4 separate regions of the Gossypium hirsutum genome follow, and all the other regions are linked to region 1. The links are chromatin contacts, called in public Hi-C maps. All regions are on one chromosome and are shown on one strand. Each heading gives the region's core, a stretch centred on a gene start, on an enhancer-like site or on the middle of the called end of the contact. The rest is flanking DNA. Distances are from core to core; before and after follow the strand shown. Region 1 holds the start of LOC107901484. Region 2 holds the start of LOC107901487 (zinc transporter 4, chloroplastic). Region 3 has its middle 13 kb from the start of LOC121218500. Region 4 holds the start of LOC107901488 (probable beta-1,3-galactosyltransferase 12).

Region 1 (4,981 bases), core at 1,040-3,539:
GCATTGCAGTTAAAAAAAAAATAAAGATGTCTTAACTGCATAGCAGTGTGAAGATTAAACAATCGACTTGAGTAATTCAAAAAAAAAAAAAGATGGGATTCCCAATGCAAAGAAATATATAGAACCAAAATGAAACATATAGAGCCCTTGCAAACACTCGAACATTGTAATAACACTTCCAAATGCCTTAATGAAAGAATCATTTCAGTCATTACATTTGGATTATCGGAAAACTTCATTCATATGAAATGCTAAAAAGCATCTAAGAATTTCCATTCTGAACCTTAAAATTCGAATACCTCGGGAATCTGCAGCTCCTATGCATGAGCATAACTGTAACCAGAACAGGGGCAATTGCAGAACACAGGTGCTCCAAGGAGTGTCCACTGATAATATAATTATTTGCACAGTATATCTTCATGTCAGCTAGAGCTTCCATTTTGGCCAGGATGAAAACTCCTGTACCAGATTGTTATCGTATTTTTAAGCAAACCAACATTCTTGAGAGCAAGGAAAGAAAATACAATATACTGCCAATGCTTTTCGAAAACACAGAGAACGAGAGAGTATCAAATGACATAAAGATTAAAGATGACAATCCAAAGGAAGCATATTCCATACAGCTCCTAGCATGCTAATTGTAGTAAATCCACAAATTTCCAACCCTTTTTCCACATGATTATTTGCTTGAAGTGGGATTTCCATGTGAGGCGGGAAGAGGAAGACAAATGACATACCTACCGTCCAAAGCCAGTATCTAGAGTGGGTATATTTAGGTGGGAACAAAAATGTCATGATTGGAATAGCAATGCACGGAATTAACTGGAATATCATGCACAACCAAAGATCATTAAATGTTCTGCAAACAATAATCAAGTCTTATTCAGCCAAAACAAATCGAAATCTGAATGACAAGCTTTGACCAATTCAGTGAACAGATGAAAAGATCATCTCAAGAAAGAATCAAACCTTGCATAACTTGTGCTTAGAACAGCAAGAACTACTAGTGAAAAAAGGCAACTTAATCCAATTCTTTCTCCGAGTCTCTCGAGTATAAAAGTAGAGAAAAGTGAGGAATAAGCAATCATCATCTGCGCATATGTGAATTAATTTGATGTTATGGAGCATTTGACAGAAATAAGGTAGTAAAATTCCAAAGGGGCTATGATTGTGGATGAAATAGAATGGAAACTCATCTGCAATTTCTGATTCTTTCTATGTAAAAACACAATAAAAATACCAAATTAGAAACAAAGCAAGTGAGATTTCAACTATTTGGTATTCAGCAATGAAGCGCAAATTCGAAGGGTAGACAAAAATAAAATATTGAAGTTCATGGTTTCAACTACGGCAAATAGCTGTGTTAAGAACAACATTTGAATGATGGAAACAACCATCAAGAACCGAAAGCTAGAGGAACAAAGAAAAAAAATATAAAGAAGTAAAGTTGCAAGGCTAACCGGCAAGGTGTCCAGCAGTACTCGATTGTCATCAGGCCTGAGATGATAATAAGCAGAACCAAAAGCCACACTTGCAGTTCCTCCATAGAAAAGCAGCCAGCCCCACAGCTCTCCTGGCAATCTGCCACCAATCCACCGTCCATAAACACCAGTTAATCAGCAAATGGTCACAAATTTATCCTTTACAAATTACAACTTAAAGACATCTAAGTTTTTTAAAAAAAGGGGGCAAAAAACACCTTATATTGAAAAAGCTTCCTCCTCCAAGGCAAAGAACAAACCCAAGAACACCCACAATCAGAAATGGGAAATTGGTGATCACATTCAACGTGTTAGGAACTCCTATAAGCAAAACAAAGAATGAGAAAACATAAAATTTTGCAAATTTTCCCTTTTAATGTACAATTTTCTCTTCTTCTTTTTTCCACATCCCATCCCATCCCATCCCATCCCATACCTTCACTTCACTTCACTTGTTTCTTAGAAAACACAATGTAAAAGAAAGAGTTACCTACGAAGTTGCGCATGTCAGCATAGAGATGGTTCCTGTAAGAAAGTGGGACCTTTGGAGTAACCAACATGATGAAAAGCCAACAAAGCAATGCAACTCCCCATATTCGACTTCTTCCTCTTCCTACCTGTTGATTCACCGTCCAAACCATTGTTTCCTCTCTTTTTTTTTTCTTTGAAAGAAAAACTGTCAACTTTTCCTTCTCTGTTTCCACTGTCGTATGTTTGGGTTTTTATTTCTTGTGATCTGCTCTATACTTCTGGGGAATATTTTTCTTTGGCTTTATGTTCGATTTTGCATTTGTTTTCATTCGAATTTGACGATGTTTCATATGTGTGTCCCCTCCCTTTATCTTCTCCCAACATGGGCTATATAGGCCCTTTTTCTTTCAGAGGCAGTACATAGACCTGTAAATAGGATCCAAAAAGAGAAAAATAAAATTCCTTTCCTTTTGTGAAGGCCCAATCTTGAATTATGGTAAATTTCTCTAAGTTGGCACATGAAGGCATGGCTTTAAGCCTCTTGCCTTTCATTTATTCACATATTAATCTCTCTTCCTTACCCTTTTATACAAAAATAACTTCTTTTTATATCTCATTGACTCAATACTTGCACAAATTCTCCTTTTCTTTTTGAAATTCATTGAAAACTTCCTTTATATCAACTCAAGTAGCACAGGTGGAAACAAGCATTACAAATTTGGGGAAATTTTTATACGATTCAAACCCTAAATTTGATGTTTACAGACTTAAAATCCATATGAAATCTTAACACTGCATTAGTATTTTATTCAGAACACGGTTATATTATTCATAAACTTATAACCTTGATACAAACAATCAACAATACAATCTGGTGATAAATCTAATTAACATTCAAAACATTATCCAAGTTAAAAGCCTGCAGGCTTAAATCAATATTCATTTTCATTCTTATATTATATTTTTGAGTGGCTGTTTAATACATAAGCGATAAAATAAAAATTTTAACTTCTCAACCCGCGTGCAGATTTTGCTACATGTCATATTCACTTATTTATTACTTTTTTAAATACAATTTAAGGACACATTCTTTCAAAAAAAAACCTTAAAAACACATGATAATACCTCAACCCCACTTGTGGAGTTAAATTTTTTTTATCTCCGTTAGTATACCAAATAATTATTTGTATATTTTCAATTGTAGATGTCTATATATAATTATGGTTTCAATTCCTCTATTATGATTAAATTTTATTATTAACCCTTATACTTTATTTGACATAAATGTCATTAATTAGTCTAAATAGTTATTAATTATTCTACTTAAATTGTTAGTGTTGATATTTTTTTTCTTAAAAACATTGTTAGGACCAAGGCTGTCCAAGACTGATGTTTCGACTATTGTTCAAACACCTATTCAGACAAGACTTTGGGACATCCTAAGTGATATGAGGTGTTGACGTTTTTGACTTAGGCCTTCTAATAAGATTTTACCATAAGCAAATGGATCCCAGGATTTATTTGTTTTGTCTCAACCTTGTGGATCGAAATTGATGGCTTAAAGAAGAGTTGATCAACTTGCCTTATTGGATAAAGCTTATCTTATCTTTTAGCTTTGGTGATTTATGTGTTGATTTTACTTGTTTTATCAGGCTTTATCTTGGGATAAGTTTTGGAGTTTATTTATTTAGGATCATTATGCTACTAAGGATGCATTTACCTCTACAAAATATTATCAGAAAGGCTACCTCATTTGGCCATGAATAGACAACTTATTCACATGAATGGATGTATCTTTTGGAAGTGTTTGTAACATCCTGATTTTAAGTGGTGTCAGAAAATGTGGTTTCAGAACTTCATTTCTATAAATCGAGTCTATGAGGATGAAATATAAAGATTAACGAAGTTGTTATGACAAAAAATTGAAGATTAGTTAATTAAAGCTCAATGACTGAATTATAAAAGTCCAATCACTATCAAGTTTTAATTTAAAAAATGCTTGATTACCTAATTAAAAATAATCTAAACGGTCAAAATGGTTGTTAAACCATTGTTGTTCATATTAATTGTGGAATATGATAATGATTTACACTTAGCATGATTGATAATTAAATTAAATATATATATGCTTTAATAATTAATTAATCATAGTTAGTTAAACTAATTAAACTACTAATTATACTATTTATGCTTAACTAAGTGGAAAGAAAGATGAAAAACATTCCACCGTCCACAAAAAGAGGGAAAGAAAGAAACAAAATTTCATGGTTTTGAGGAAACATTCGACTATTCAATTCACAAGGTAACCAAGCTAAATCTTTGAAATTTTTATAGATTTTTGATCATGGGAGCTTGAATTAGCTAGCCCATGTATAAATTTGTTCAATTTTTTAGTTGTTAGCAAGTTGTCATTAAAGAAGAATTGATGAATTAGGTTTGAATTTGAAGAAATTGATAGTTAATGAGCTTAAATTGTGATAAGGACTAAATTAGAAACTAAGTTAAACTTGTTAGATAACTTTGTAACACTAGGGACTAGATTGAATACATTAAAAATTGCAAGGTCAATTTTGTGCCCAAACAAGCTTATATTTGTTTTTTATTTAAGGGCATAATGGTCAATGTTAGGTTAAGTGTTAGTAGGGTATAAATACAACTTTATATATAAATACAACTTTATAAACCCTTGTTTTGAGATATTTGGTGGCTGAAAAGTTTCTTTAGGGTTTATAGCTTTTAGGTTAGGTTTTATTTCTCTTTCTCTTTTCTTTTTCTTTTAATTTTTAGGTTAGGTTTTCTCTTTTCATTTTAGAGTAAAGTTTACTCTTGTAGTTTTCTGTCTTCTATCTTGTAAAATATTTTGTAAATGAAGATGAATGAAGCTTTTAGGTGCAATTGGTTTCGCATCTAAATGAACATTTCTTACTTTATCTTTATATTGTGCATAATAACTATTTGATGAAATGTCTATTTGGATGTTAAGCTTTATCATGTGCTAAATTTGTTGATGATTGGTTGATTGGCTATTT
Region 2 (5,318 bases), core at 57-2,556, 310 kb after region 1:
ATGCATTTGCCTAAGCATCGATGAGCTAACATTTTATATAAGTTATTTCTAATTGTAATTAGCATTTTCTATCATTATGCAGGTTGCTTTTCCTAACTTGGAGAAAATCACAATCTGCCATTTGAGGAACGCAAAGAGGATACGGCACAACAAATTCATAAGAATTCATTTTCTATGCTAAAAGAGTTGATTGTTGAGGAATGTGATGTGCCATTTGAATCTTTTTTGTACTTGTTGCTATTGATTCAAATCATAAGAATTCATTTTCTATGCTAAAAGAGTTGATTGTTGAGGAATGTGATGTGCCATTTGAATCTTTTTTGTACTTGTTGCTATTGATTCAAAAAAGATTTAAAATTGTTACCAACAAGATTCGAACCAAGATACTAAGGGAAAAGAGCAAGCATCTTAACCAACTAAACTAAACTAATTAATTGATATATTATAAAAATATTGTTATTATCTTAATTATATTACTTACGTTCTAACGATTTATCGGACCTATTCCATACACGTGTCAAATCAGAAGAAATAATACAATAATTCTGTAAAAAAAATCCGGTGTTTACTTCAAATAAATAAGGAAAATAATGATTTGAATGTTTCAAAATTTAATTTTAAACCGAAAAAAATCAAAATTTAGGGGAAAAAAAGGATCTTTTTCGATGAAAAGTGCGGCAAACCGCCTTCGGCTGTTTTTCAGCGCGTAGATCTCGAAAAGTTATTCGAAATCAAAAAAAAATTCGTCTCAATCGGACAACCGAGCGAAAAGTTATGGCCTTTCAAAGTTTTCCAAGCTAAAAATGAGAAACTATTCATCTACGTCAGCAAATCACGTCCTAGAGGGCGCAATTTGTGTCCACGTAAGCAAATCGCGCTGACGTGGACGCGATTTCCTAGCGCGTACCCTGACATTGCGTTGACGTGGACGCGATTTCGCGGAAAATGGACCATTTCGGTAAATAATTAAATAATTGGCCCATTTTGATAATTTTTGAAAAAAAAAAGACTTTTTTGATAAATTACCCGCATAATAGAACATAAAAGTTGAGATCGGAATTCAAATTTGTTAACTGAGAATATTTTCTAATCTCAAGGAAATTTAGGAATCTTTTGCATTTGAATTTTTATATTTCTTAAAATAACTTAATTTTATAATTCTTCTTTGCAGTCAATATTGTTTTAATATTTTATGGAATGCAACTTTTTAACTTCACTCCACACGCCAAAAGGAAAATGTAAGAAATGATGGTAACATGGATGTGAGTGGAAACAAATGGATAAAATGAAACAATGTCGACATAGTTAACTTCATATTTTAACGAAAGTTCGCAACTATGGACGCCACCTCTTCCTCTTGCCTTACCTTTTCCTCAAACAATGTCGACACTCTCTCCTTATTATTCCCTTTCATTTCTGAATGTCTTTCCATCGTCTCCTATGCTCTGCTTGCTGCCCCCATATATTACTGCTACCCATTTAACACCATCATCTTAAATGCTGTGTTTTCACACATCTCTATACCCTATGTACGTGTATTGTTCATAGATTCTTCAATCCTCTTCTTCACTTTGATTTGTCATTCTAAAAAGCAACAAAAGTATAGGATACCCTTTTTTTTCCTTCCTCTTTTTATCTCTCTCCCTCTCTATATATTTTGCACCCACCATTTGTTTTGCTTTAGATTCTCGATTCTCATGTTCATCTTTGAGGTTTGTTCTTCGGGATTTGAAACCCCTTTCTCTTTATTGTTTCTGGGTTTTCCTTGTTTTTTTTTCTTAATTCATTGTGTTTATTTGGGTTTTTCTTTTTTAGGATATATTGCCGCTGCTCCGCCTTGATCGTTTGAGGTCGAAGAGTAGGCTTTTCCCAGGTAATTTCCAACACCATTTTGTTAGTTTTTAAGTTTACGAGGTTACTGAGTGGTGGGAAAATTTTGGAAATGAATTAAATTTTCGAAAAACATTTATTTTTGGTTCTGGGATTTCATAATTCAACCCAATTGAGCTGCAAACTTGTCTACTTTTCTCAAAATTCTTCAATTGTGCTTAATGTTTTATCAGTTTTAATCTTCTTTTTTTAAATTGTTTCACTCAATTGAATAAACAGAGTCCTTTTTGCAAACAATAACCGATTCAATGAGCAACACGAGCTGCCAATCCTCGGAGCTAGAGATTTGCCGTGACGAATCAGCGGCGTTGAAGTTAAAGCTGATAGCTATAGCCTCAATCCTCCTCGCCGGTGTGGCCGGGGTCGCTATTCCACTCATCGGGAAGCACCGTAAGTTCCTCCGTACAGATGGGAGCCTCTTTGTCGCCGCTAAGGCCTTTGCTGCCGGCGTGATTCTGGCCACGGGCTTCGTCCACATGCTCGCCGGTGGTACCGAAGCTCTCACAAATCCTTGCTTGCCGGAATACCCTTGGTCCAAATTCCCATTCCCGGGCTTCTTCGCCATGGTTGCCTCTTTGGTTACTTTGCTTGTTGATTTCGTGGGGACTCAGTATTATGAGAGGAAACAAGGTTTGGCTAAAGCAAGTACTGAAGAACAGGGTCGAGTGGGTTCGTTAGACCCGGATTCAGACTCTGGGATTGTACTAGTTGTGGAAACCAAGGATGGGAATGGGAAGGTTTTTGGGGAAGAGGAAGGTGGGGGAATGCACATCGTTGGGATGCATGCGCATGCAGCACATCATAGGCACAGTCATCCACATGGACAAGATGGCTGTGATGGCTTATTGAGGAGTCGTGCACATGATCATGGTCATGATGATGGACATGGTCATAGTCATGGACATGGACATGGGCATGAGCATGGAGGTGAGGATGATGATAGTGGCGTGAGGCATGTCGTTGTTTCCCAGGTAAATTATTTCTTAAACTTCGTTGAAATTTAATTGTTTACGTCATGGGGCCTCGTTAAATATGCTTACAAATCTAATTATTTTTATTATATTTTAATTATTTATATTTGAAATGTTATATTTTAATTATTTACGTTATCGTATTATTATCGTATTATAATATTTTAATCACTGAACGTTAATTTTCGTTAACAGTGTAACGGTAATAAATCATCATTTTCAAAGAAAATTTTAAATTAAATTATACAATTAATTTTTATAATTTTATTCATTTTAAGTATTTTAATTGTTTTTCTTTTACCTTTAAAAGATAGAGAATGGAGAAAATAGAAAGAAACAGAAGAAAATAAAAAATAAATAAAAGTGTTAAAAAACATAAAAAAAATTGTTCAAAACAAAAAAAAATATGGAGATCAATTGTATAATTTAACTTGAAATTTTTATTCGAAATAATAATTTAACGTGCCATATCAGCTTATTATTACACCGTTAATGGTAATTAATGGTTCAATAATTAAAATGTTACTATTTTGATAGTTTACCAATCTAATAAATGGACAACTATTAACAGGTTTGATGTTAAATCAGGAGTCTTCTTCTGTGGACTTTTAGGCTAACGAATCTAATGGTAGAATTCTAGTGAGACGACAATATGTTTTGATTGCTCCTAAACTTTTATCTTCTCCAGATTAATAGCTGATAAAAATCTGGGTCAAAAAGGTTTTGAGCTCCTGGCATTTGCATATTTTTCCGTGGTTGTAACGTCTCCTTTCTTTTCTTTTCTTTTTTTGGCAGATTTTGGAGCTTGGAATTGTATCACACTCGGTCATCATTGGCCTATCATTGGGTGTTTCCCTGAGTCCATGCACAATAAGGCCTCTAATTGCAGCACTATCATTTCATCAATTCTTTGAAGGGTTTGCACTCGGAGGGTGCATCTCCCAAGCTCTATTCAAAACCCTATCAGCCACAATCATGGCATGTTTTTTCGCCATAACAACCCCAGCTGGAATTGGCATAGGGATCGCCATCGCATCGTTCTACAATCATTACAGCCCAGCAGCTCTGGTTATTGAAGGAGTCCTAGATTCTTTATCAGCTGGAATTCTAGTTTACATGGCATTAGTAGATCTCATTGCTGCAGATTTTTTAAGTAAGAGGATGAGCTGCAATTTTAGACTTCAAGTAGTATCTTACTTCATGCTCTTCCTAGGAGCTGGTTTAATGGCTTCCCTTGCCATCTGGGCCTAAAAACTTCACTACTGTTGGTTTTGTTAGTTCTTTTATTTTGGCAATTATTTTTGGGAATTCATTCACAAACCATAGAACCCTTTTCTTTGTTCTTTCCTTCCACAATGGAAAGGAGGAAGGCTGCTGAAAAAAGAAATATGTTGTAAGCTTATACTGATGATATAGTACTGGTCAAGCTCCACACCTTTTTCTCCTGTTGTAAAACATGCAATTCTATATACATATATATGTGGTGACAATAACAAGCCAAAATTCAATGGTATTGATGGTTCAATCTTTGCAAGAAGTTTTTCTTTTTCTTTTTTGCACCAACAATGTGTATCATGTGTGTAGTTGAAGAAGTTTGCTTCTTCACGAGAGAATCAGCTTCTTTTTCTTCCAGTTACTTGAAAATTAATTCTTTGGGAATTTTTCTCTCCTTTTATTTTGGGATTACAACAGCCATTAAAGCAAAAGAAGAAAAGATGTTTAATGCTTTTATTTTGCAAGAACAATACAAAATTCGAAAGACCGTGAAGATGAGGAAGTGTGTTAATGGAGGATTCTAAGTAGTGACGTTGGAGAGTTGTCCTCGAATTGGATAGAGAGAGAAAGCTAATGATATATACAAATTCTAAATGAGGATTTAGTTCTTGTACTCATCGTTTACATTTTTTTTATTAATTTGGTTCTTATTTGTTTTAATTAAATTTGATCATCAACCTTCTAAAAACAGTTGAATTTGATCAACTTTTTAAAAAGAGTGAATTGATGTTTTATGAATTTGCTTTAATTAAATTCATTGGGAATTTACTCCATGCTAACTTTTTGAATTTTTATGAATTTTATTTTGATTTTTTTTTGAAAATTTGTATCATTTTTAAATTATTTGTTGACGTTTATAAGACAAATAGTGTCATGTCAACATTAATGTCACGGGTCTCAGTTCAAAGCCCGTGACCATCGCACACAATGTATCCCGTGGAGGCCTATCATTGACATGGGGATCATTTGACCCACGAGAGCTTGCCCGATTCAAAGAGTTGTTGGATAAGCTTGTCCATCTGAAGCTTGGGTGGCCCAATGATGCTGAAATATAGGCTACCTTGGTAAATATGGGAACTAATCTTAGAAGATTGAGGGGAAACATATCTTGTAAGATTAGATTAGATTTGATATTGTAAATCTTGTAAATCTTTTGATTATAGGGATAGGTTAATCTCGTTC
Region 3 (4,640 bases), core at 853-3,352, 390 kb after region 1:
TTATAACTTTCCTTTTGATTAGGGGTAATTGTTATACATAAATATTTTAATCACAATGTAGGTCCATAAAAAACCCTTGTATTTATCGGCCTTCAAGGGATTACAGCAAGGGGTCTCACTTTTTATAGGTTTTTTCTTCTTTTTAACAAATTTAACAAAAGAATTTTAATGGTATTAACTATTGGACTTGTATTTTTTAAATTCAAAAAATAAAACAACTAAATTTTTTGAAATAAAAGTTGAAAGACTATATTTTAAATGTATAATGAGTAAAAAAAACTTAAAAGAATATTTTAATTTTAATTTTTTTTCAAAATTAACTAAGCTCAAGCTAATTAAATAAAAATATTTTAAAATGATTTATTAATCTATACGTATTTGGAAAAAGATAACCGCATCATATTCAAATTGGTGTGTACCACTAGAGATGGTAGCTAAAACAATGAACGTATACTAATTTAAATTTTGATCTAAACGTAGGGTATAATTAATTATATTATAAAAATGGAAATAAACACTATGTTCATACTGTAATTTTGTAACATTTGACATTAAATTAAGATGACACATGTTCATATATACCTTTCTTTACAATTTAATCTCTCTTCTTGAAATCAATTTACTTACTTTTTTTTAAATTATGATGTTAGTCCTTATTAAATTTTAATTGTTACATTTAATTTTGAAATAACCGCTTATTAATAATGATGAATTTGAATAAAATTTTTAAAATAATTATTAAATTGAACTCTGTCCAATTATATTTTGAATAAATCATGTCGTTAATAAAAAAAGCTTTAAAAAATTTAGTTTATAGTTCTTTTAAGGCTGGTTTAAACATTTTTAAATGAATATAATTAATGTGGGACAAAATATCAAAATAAACACGTATCTTCTTTTACTTTTTCCATATTGGTTTTTATATTAATTAATTAAATTATTTAAAAATTTACAATAGTTACGATAATTTTTAACATGAATATATACATATTTAGTATATATTACTATTAATAATTACGGAATTACATTAAAAATCTTGAAATAAATATACACTTAAAAATTTGTTTTGTTAATTTAGTATCATATATAAAAATATATTTACCATCATTATAATATCATAAATGATGAATAAAGAAACATTCGATTTTAATTTTTATTTGTTAAAACTTACCAATTTTAAAAATTAATTTAAATTAACAAATAAATATATTTTAAAAGATATATACAACAAGTCCGTGCATCGCATCAAATAAAAAATTAGTAATGTATTTTATTAGGTTCTAGCTAAATAAGGAATAAGTATCTATGCTCACATTACAATTTTTAGACATGTCACACTTTCCATTTCAAGCACTTATTTCCATATTGGGTAAATGACCTTTTAATCTTTTAAGTTGTTTCATGCATTTTCGTTTAAATTTATTTTATATAGATTTTTATATATTAAATATAAAGTCTTACTTTCAAATTTTGCTTAGCTTTTAAGACTGGTAAATATTAAATTGTTAAGTTTAAATATAGTTAGAAAAAGGCACATATTAAAATAAAATTTATTTATTTTTCAAATATAATAAGAGTTAATTATATTCATTGAGGAAAAATAAATATAAAAATCGAGTATTAACAATTATAACATTAAAACAAATTAATTTAACAATATATAACACATAATCTATAAAAATATATTAATAATATGAGTGAGTATTTGATACACTCGCAGTATATTATTTTATTCCACAAGCGGCCTCACCCTTATATGACACTTCCAAATAATTTCTCTAATAACATTATTTAAACTATAATTAAGTAGTATTAATACTCAAACCATGATGGATTTTAGTATTATTCTAATATTAAATATCATTAATAGAATTTAAATACATTAATTTCTTCGATTTTTAAATAATTTTAAACAAAAATTAATATGCATCGTAAATGTAAGGTTTTATATATTTTTAAAATTGTATATTAAATTAACATAAATTACCAAAAGCAAAATTCTGACCACAAAAATGTAATGTTAACCTTCCAAACAAGGCCTTACCAACTCTATTGGTATACTGAACCAAAAGAAACCTTCTATTGCTATAATGTTGACAAATCATTGGGGCCCACTTTTTAGTCACCTCTTTCACTCTTTGCTCGCCGCGTCATCTCTCTTACACTTGCATCCTACGTGACATCTTCTCTTTATATTACGCGTTTCTCTCAAAAAGAAAAAGAAAACACGATGACGATAAGAGTGGGAGGGGGAGGGGGAGAAGGAGAAGAATCGAAGTCCCCGGAGGCTGAACTTTCCGGCGAATTTTCCGGGAATTTGAGCGTCTTGCTGGCGGAATCCGACGACGAAAGCGAGTTTTCCAACGAGGGTTCGGTCGAAAAAGAGAAACTGGAGGAGATAATGCAAGAGCTATACAAAGAGATAACAGTGACAAGCTCTTCTTACAACGCTTCGCCCACAGTAACTTCGTCTCTTCCGTTCTTTGGCGAGAGCTGCGGGGCTTCGATGTCTGACTCGTCGTCCAGTGTGATGGCTGGCATTGAGTTGGTGGCACCCACGAAGGAGTTATTGGTTATTGGGATGGGGTTTAACGATAACAAAAGTGTAATGGTAGATGAAGTAAAGGAAATGGACGTCTGTGATGATGATCAATGGCTGGCACGAGCTCTAGGCTGGGTGTCAATGGAACTTGAGGAGTCCCATCAGTGGAATTTGGCGTTCAGTGAGACCCCTTGGACTGTAGGGATGTGGTGTCCTTGGGAAGGGTGACTTGCATTAATTTAACCCTTTTTATTTGATTTTCACATGAGATACAACTCATACAACTAGTTTATCTTTAGGGTTTAGATATCTAAATCTGTCCTTAATTTTCATGTATCTCCTTTAAATTATGTAAGGGTTGGTTAGAGATGAGTATGGAGGGGGTGAGGTGGGAATTGTTCCCTTCACTTTTTATGTCATGCTTGCATAGCTGTTTAAAACACATATTGGTTATATCCATAACAACTTCACATTTTTCTTCACCCTTCTTTTACTAATGCTATTTTGATTTAATATTGTTAAATTATACTTTAGTATGTGCATAATATAAAAATAAAATATATTCATAATCTTTTGAGTTATAATTTTGTTTAATCTCTTTGAGAATGCTCCCAAGTTCTTGTAAGACCAAGATGAACTAGAGAACGACGAAGCTTGTCCTCTGGTTAATCCCAGAGAAAAGCAAGTGAACAAATCTAATAAAGGTGAATGAGAAAAGAGAGCCCTTTTTGAGGGGAAATTGCCGTCGATAAGATAAAGGTGGATTGGTATGCAACTACCTCCATTTACATTGCCGAATTTGTAGAGTTTTTGGTGCCCCAGGTCCATGGTGGTCCCTTAGGTTAAGGACCATGACCAAGTTTCCACTACCTCTTCGGTTCAGTGGTTTAGGGTTCCTACAGCTCCACTTTCCCCTTGTAATCATTATGGTGCTCGAATGCAGACGACCTTATGTAACTTCTGGATACCAAAGGGCTTCTAGGCCCTGTTTGAGCTGTTTCTCCCTTATCTTTTTATTTGGATTGTGTTGGTCTTGGGCTATGCCTTGAACTGGGTTCTTATGTGTCGTGGCTTAACTATGCCTTGCACTGGGCTTTACTGTAACTCTTTCGTGGGTTCAGGAGACATTCGGATAAAGGGATTCATAGTACATTAATAGCTGAAGCCCACGACGAGGTGTTGCTCCCTCACCTGTTTCTACTTGGGACATTTGCCTAGTTGTCTACGGCCTCGAGCCTTTTCTGGGAATTGAGACCTCTCTTATCCATTGTATCACCGTGTTTTGACTCTATGAATCCATTTCGATAAAAAAATATTGGTTTAATACGTAATTTGGTTTCAGAGTTTAATATTTTTTTTATTATAGTATTTGTGTTATTATTTCATCGATACTTATTTTTTATAAAAGTTATACATTTTAGTACTTGAAAGTATCAACGTTAATTTTTAGTGTTTAATTTAGGTTTTAAAGTTGATTTGATGAAAATTCATAATTAGCTAATAATATAACAATTAACTTTCATAAAATCAATCTTAAAATTTGAATTAAATTACATCGTATTTGACAAATCAAACACAAAATTAAAAAAATCACAATTAACATTTAATTTATTCTATTAACAAAATCATAAAAAAAAATCAAACCTAATAATATTAGCAATTAATTTTCATCAACTCAACTCTAAAACTCGAATTAAACACTAAAAAGTTAACATTGTTACTTTTGGGTACCAAAATTGTAACTTTTGTCAAATACAAGTACTAGATTGGACCAAAAAAATAATACAAGTACCACATTATAAAAAAAAGTGTCAAATTCAAGTACCAAAATCATATATTAAGCAAAAAAAAAATCAATGATTTATATTAGTAAAAAATCATGTAAAAACTATATTTATATAAAATTTAAATCAACCTTTAGTTGAAATGGTAAAGTTAAAAATATTAATACTATAATGTCATTGGTTCAAATCTCACTAAATGTGGGTTTTTGATTTTATATAAAAATATACTAAAAAATAACATTATAACAATATAATTTATTTTGTAAAAATAAGGACTTTTAGTTATTTCCTATCTGAATTGATGTTTGATTAAC
Region 4 (4,853 bases), core at 1,932-4,431, 340 kb after region 1:
TGAGCGCATGTGAGGCCCAGGATTATTGTGTATCACAATACGTCGAATCTGGTTCCCGACTGAAGACTCGTTAATGTTTCTATTGTCTTTCACGTCTTCATCGTCAATATCATTGGGGACCTCGTCTGCATCGGGATCACTATCACTATCAACCTCTTGATCACAAGGATCACTACTATCGTGTCCATCATCACCAACCACATCAATATTGGGTGCAATATTAAGATTGATATCGATCCCGCGTATAGTCGATTTACTATTAACGTACGATATTGAAGCCACCATACACAGTTTTTGAGCTCCATGTTTTTCATCATATGCAGTGAGATCTTCAGTTGACTCCACACCAGCTAACTCAGCAAATAAGTGAATCGGTGCATTTTGGTCACTCTAATTCCTATAATAAAGAGCGATCATTGTCTCCACGTCTTCATTGTCTACAAGTTCCATTTCGGTGAATTTGATGGGATCTGTCGAAACTAGAAACTTGTAGAAAAGTTTCGAAATCCTTCTCCCACAACGTCTAACAATTTTTGCGCTAATCCTTTCCTTCATGTCATCGAACGAGACATTTCTATTAAATCTCATTGCTATTTTTTGTCGACATTCAATATACATCCAACGGTTGTTGTCAAGATGATTCCATTGAAATAAATGAATACGAAAAACTGATTATCCATCTTCAATACTCAATTTGTTAAAAAATAAACAAAAATTTCTTAAAACAATTTCAAACAGCATAAAAATACTTACATAAAAAATTTAATGAATGGAAAGAGACAATTCCTAACAATATCAAATTTATTGTCATTTCTAACAATATCTATGACAAATATATTTTCAGTATTTATCTATTTTTTCCTGTTGTTATCACTAACTAACAATTACTTTATAATAGTTACTAACATAAAAACTCTCAAATATATTAAAAAAAAATTTAAAACATAACATTCACAATAAACATGCCATTAATCTAAACACAAAACTTACTAACAAATCACAATAAACAAAACATAAAAATAACACTAAACAAACTATATAATACTAACAAAATAATTTTTTCTTATAATAATCTATTATATTTGAAAATAACAATAAAAATAATAATACATTCTCTTTCTTCTCTTTTCTTTCTTTCTTCTATTCTCCCTCTCTTATTTTACTATTTTTTTTTAAATTGATACTTTCAAATTGAGCAGGATGGGGGAGTGTGGAGGGGGGGAATGCTAGGTGTGCCGCCTATTAGATAGGGGTCACTGGTGCCGCCTATCAGATAGGTACCATACCCTCATACCCCTTCTGTATTTTTATATCGCGTATATACCAGAGAGGACTAAGTGGTGCCGCCTATCACTTTGGCACCACTACTAAAAGATTATTATTTTTAACTAATTTTTGTCAGAATCCAGGGTCGTGCCGCCTATGCACCACCCTCCACCCCTTTGAATGTACCATTTTGATACATAATTTTTGGAACACGTCATGTCAATATTTTTTAATATTATTTAGGTAAAAATCCCCATTATTAAGTATACAAGAAAAAAATTATATATAATATTAAGAATACTCTCGCACGATGTGCGAGACAATTTTAAAATAATTATGAATCTATTTTATATTTTAAATTAGGGTAAACTATAAAAATAGTCACTTTTGTTTACCTCAGATTATATTTTAGTCACTTATGTTTAAAATGTTACATTTTAGACACTTACGTTATCGTTTTGTTATGAAGTGGTCACTCTACCATTACCTTCCTAACGGCAGTTTTACGTGGCAGTCCAAATGAGTTTTAAATGCCAACTTGAATGTCCAGTTGTTGGGATGAAAATAGGGTTTTGATTAAAAAAATTAATCTGGACTGCCATATAGGATATCCAAGTTGGCATTTAAAACCCATTTGGACTGCCATGTAGGACCTCCGTTAGGGAGGTAACGAAGCTTAACGGTAGAGTAACCACTTTGTAACAAAACGATAACATAAGCGACTAAAATATAACATTTCAAACATAAGTAACTAAAATGTAATCTGAGACAAACAAAAGTGACTATTTTTATAGTTTATCCATTAAATTAATATTTTCACTATTATATTTATATTTTCTTATACATGTTGATGATACATTTGATTAATGTATTGGAAATTGATTCCCGAGAAATAATATTCATTAGTTGAAATCTATGTTAAAATTTAAATTATATTAACAATTTAATAATATTCTCATAATATAATATATTAAATAAAACAGGTAAACAGAATAAATTAACATGTAATTATAGTTGTTTATGAGTCAACCGGGACACGATTAGATTCTAAAAAATTTTCAAGTCCTAATGGAAATTTATATTAATATATTAATAAAATATTAAAAACACATATTTTATAATAAGAATGCATTGTGGTTATAACTTATCTATTCATAATTAACCTTTATCTTTGTATATGGTTAACAACAACAATAACTTTATTTTAGTGATCAAATGAAAAAAAATGTGACTAAATATGAAAAGTAAAAAAAAAACTATTTTCATACATAATAAAATAAAAATAATTCTATTATTGTATAATTGAAAAAATAAGAGTGGAATTATTCTGCCCGGATAAGCAATGTGTTATTCACATAATATTTAACATATTTTACCCTTTTCAACTTCTTAAATCAATATTATATCCATAGGTCAAATAAATATTGATAGTAACCATATCTTTATTGAGCACTTTGAAAGGTTTGACTTTGATTTGAGCAATTCTGCAAAGGTTAGGCCTTTACATGAGCATTTTGAAAATTTTGACTCTTATATAGTTAATCAATTATTTCGGTTGAATATATATTACATATAAAAGAATATAGTTATGGTTTTCACTTTATAATTTTACTGACAATGGACAATGTGCCTTCATTTCTTGTATCAATTTATTTTCTTTCATTGCATTTGATACAATCCATGCTATAGGTAACGTAATTTAGGGTTTGAAAAAAAATAAAAAATAAAGGAAAATATTTTTATGAGAAATATAAGAAGGTTTGAGTGCTTATGAATACAAGTGTTGTTTGCAGATTACAATGTAATTAGTACAAAAAATGGCTAAGCTAAAACCTTGAGATATTTTTCAAATAAAAAACCAAAGTATTTATACAGTATAAAAATGGGTAAGATTCAATAGAAAAAAAGACGGCAATAAATGGCTTTAACCTTGGAAAGAGTTTAAGGGTTAAGAACTTTGCTACCGTACCAAAAATATATGGATTAAGCTCTTGCACCATTGGTTGGATTTTCACCCACCCCTTTCGTCGTACAAGGTATCAAAAACCACTCTGATTTCATCCTCTGATCATCGAATTGTCGTAAAAAATCATCCATAATCCCTTCTCCTTCTGCTCTTCATCTCCACCACTAGCAATCTCATTGACCAGCGTCAACAACCCATTTTTAAGCAAAGAAAATCCTCTATCGCAACCAGTCGTTTGGCGGTTAAGTAGTCCATCACCACCCCTACTTTGTCGCCCTTGTAATTCAGTCTATCGGCCGGGTTTTCCAAGTGATGGAGATCGTTATTCGAAGTAATAATGTTTGGCTTCGGGATAAGCCTTTACCTTTCTCGTGGAGACTTTATATGTGGCGCTTGCTTTCCCCTCGTTATTTTTTTTATTGTGTAATTTGCTCGGACGCGAAGACTGGTCCATTTGCTATGCCAATAATGACTTTTTCCCATGGAGTCTTTGATGGCTCGTGTTTTTATATAATCTTTTTTTAGGTTCCACCTATCTGTTATTTCAAGTTTGCAACGACGTTTCCAACACTAGGAAAGGAAGGGTTGGCAACCATTGTATTGGCTTGAATCCACCTTCGCTCCCTTTGATTCAAGTGTTGAATCCTCTTAGGTTGCCTGACTCGGGCATTAGCTTTATTGGCTATTAAGGCCTTTGTTTTGTATTGGTTGAAGCTTTGGCTTTTATTATTTGTCAGAAACTTTTGTTCTCATTCGCATGGACCGAATTTGACTCCAATTACTTTTTCTCATTGTGAGAGGGGAAAAGGCCCTTAACGAAAGCAAATGTAATCCCTCCGGATGGAAACATGTACATTGCAAATACTCCAAGTACAGTGTTACAAAGTCAAATTTGAGAATGTGAAATGAAAGAATCCAATAAAGGGTTTTTATTTTTCACAAGAAAAAAGCAGTCAGATTTAACATGCTCGGTGAAGCTTTAAAGAGGAGCAAAAATGAAAAAGAACAACAAATATCCAACTACCAGAAATTATATCAAGTGCAGTATTTTTCAAGGTTCATTTCGCTCTCCTACAAAGGTTCACCACTCTTCCACTCAGTGATTGACTGCTGTTAAATCTTTTTCTTCATTACCAATTTACTATATTTTCTCACTCCCATTCACCGTAATTCACTAAAATGCCCCTCTTCTCTCACCGCTCCTCCGCCTCCAGCGGTTCCGCGGGATCCGCTCCGCTCCCTTCCTTCTACTCCGCCAAACCCGTCAAGCCCTCAAAGCCCTTTTCCGCCTTTTCCTCAACTCGAATTCCTTGGCCCATTCTCGTCTTTTCACTCCTCTGCCTCCTCATCGGTCTCGCCGGCACCCTCTTCGCCCTCTCCGCCATCCGCCGCAACCAACCCTTGCCCATCTTCCGTTGCGGTACATCCGAGGACACTTTCCGTACCTTTTACTCTTCCTCGGATTCCGGGAAGTTCGGCGGTGACAGTTACAAAGGCTTGGCTGATCGCCCCAAGCTTCTCGGGTTCGTCGGCATCCAAACCGGATTCGAATCGGGTGAACGCCGGTCCGCCCTTCGTAGCACCTGGTTTCCTTCCGACCCAGACGGCCTTTTGAGGTATA

What was found. Hi-C and Micro-C count contacts between places; a contact is called where the count stands out from the background.
Region 2: a contact with region 1 is called in a Hi-C map of leaf, with 2.2 times the contacts expected there. The contact joins the promoter of LOC107901487 here to the promoter of LOC107901484 in region 1. A contact is called at or near these places in 3 of 34 Hi-C or Micro-C datasets (leaf and seedling).
Region 3: a Hi-C map of hypocotyl shows a contact between it and region 1, with 2.3 times the contacts expected there. The contact joins the enhancer-like site here to the promoter of LOC107901484 in region 1. A contact is called at or near these places in 9 of 34 Hi-C or Micro-C datasets (callus, fibers, hypocotyl and 2 more).
Region 4: a Hi-C map of leaf shows a contact between it and region 1, with 4 times the contacts expected there. The contact joins the promoter of LOC107901488 here to the promoter of LOC107901484 in region 1. A contact is called at or near these places in 6 of 34 Hi-C or Micro-C datasets (callus and leaf).

The regions. Positions count from the first base shown.
Region 1 is chrD06:18,853,793-18,858,773 of Gossypium_hirsutum_v2.1, forward strand. LOC107901484 reads right to left here and starts at 2,290. Exons shown (of 7, transcript XM_016827513.2): 1 at 1,972-2,290; 2 at 1,700-1,802; 3 at 1,461-1,581; 4 at 970-1,091; 5 at 738-859; 6 at 300-459. The coding sequence starts at 2,122.
Region 2 is chrD06:19,167,599-19,172,916 of Gossypium_hirsutum_v2.1, forward strand. LOC107901487 (zinc transporter 4, chloroplastic) reads left to right here and starts at 1,307. Exons shown (of 4, transcript XM_016827523.2): 1 at 1,307-1,712; 2 at 1,816-1,873; 3 at 2,110-2,861; 4 at 3,657-4,386. The coding sequence starts at 1,338. The coding sequence ends at 4,112.
Region 3 is chrD06:19,247,924-19,252,563 of Gossypium_hirsutum_v2.1, forward strand. No RefSeq gene overlaps it. Among protein-coding and RNA genes, the nearest start is that of LOC121218500, 13 kb to the right of the region's middle. Within about 2 kb of position 2,103, at least 9 of the 9 cell types and tissues checked have an H3K27ac peak or open chromatin away from gene starts, as enhancers often do. A contact at or near this core is called in fibers, hypocotyl and leaf, where this site is marked.
Region 4 is chrD06:19,188,822-19,193,674 of Gossypium_hirsutum_v2.1, forward strand. It overlaps LOC107901488 (probable beta-1,3-galactosyltransferase 12), which reads left to right and starts at 3,182. Exons shown (of 7, transcript XM_016827524.2): 1 at 3,182-4,848. The coding sequence starts at 4,412.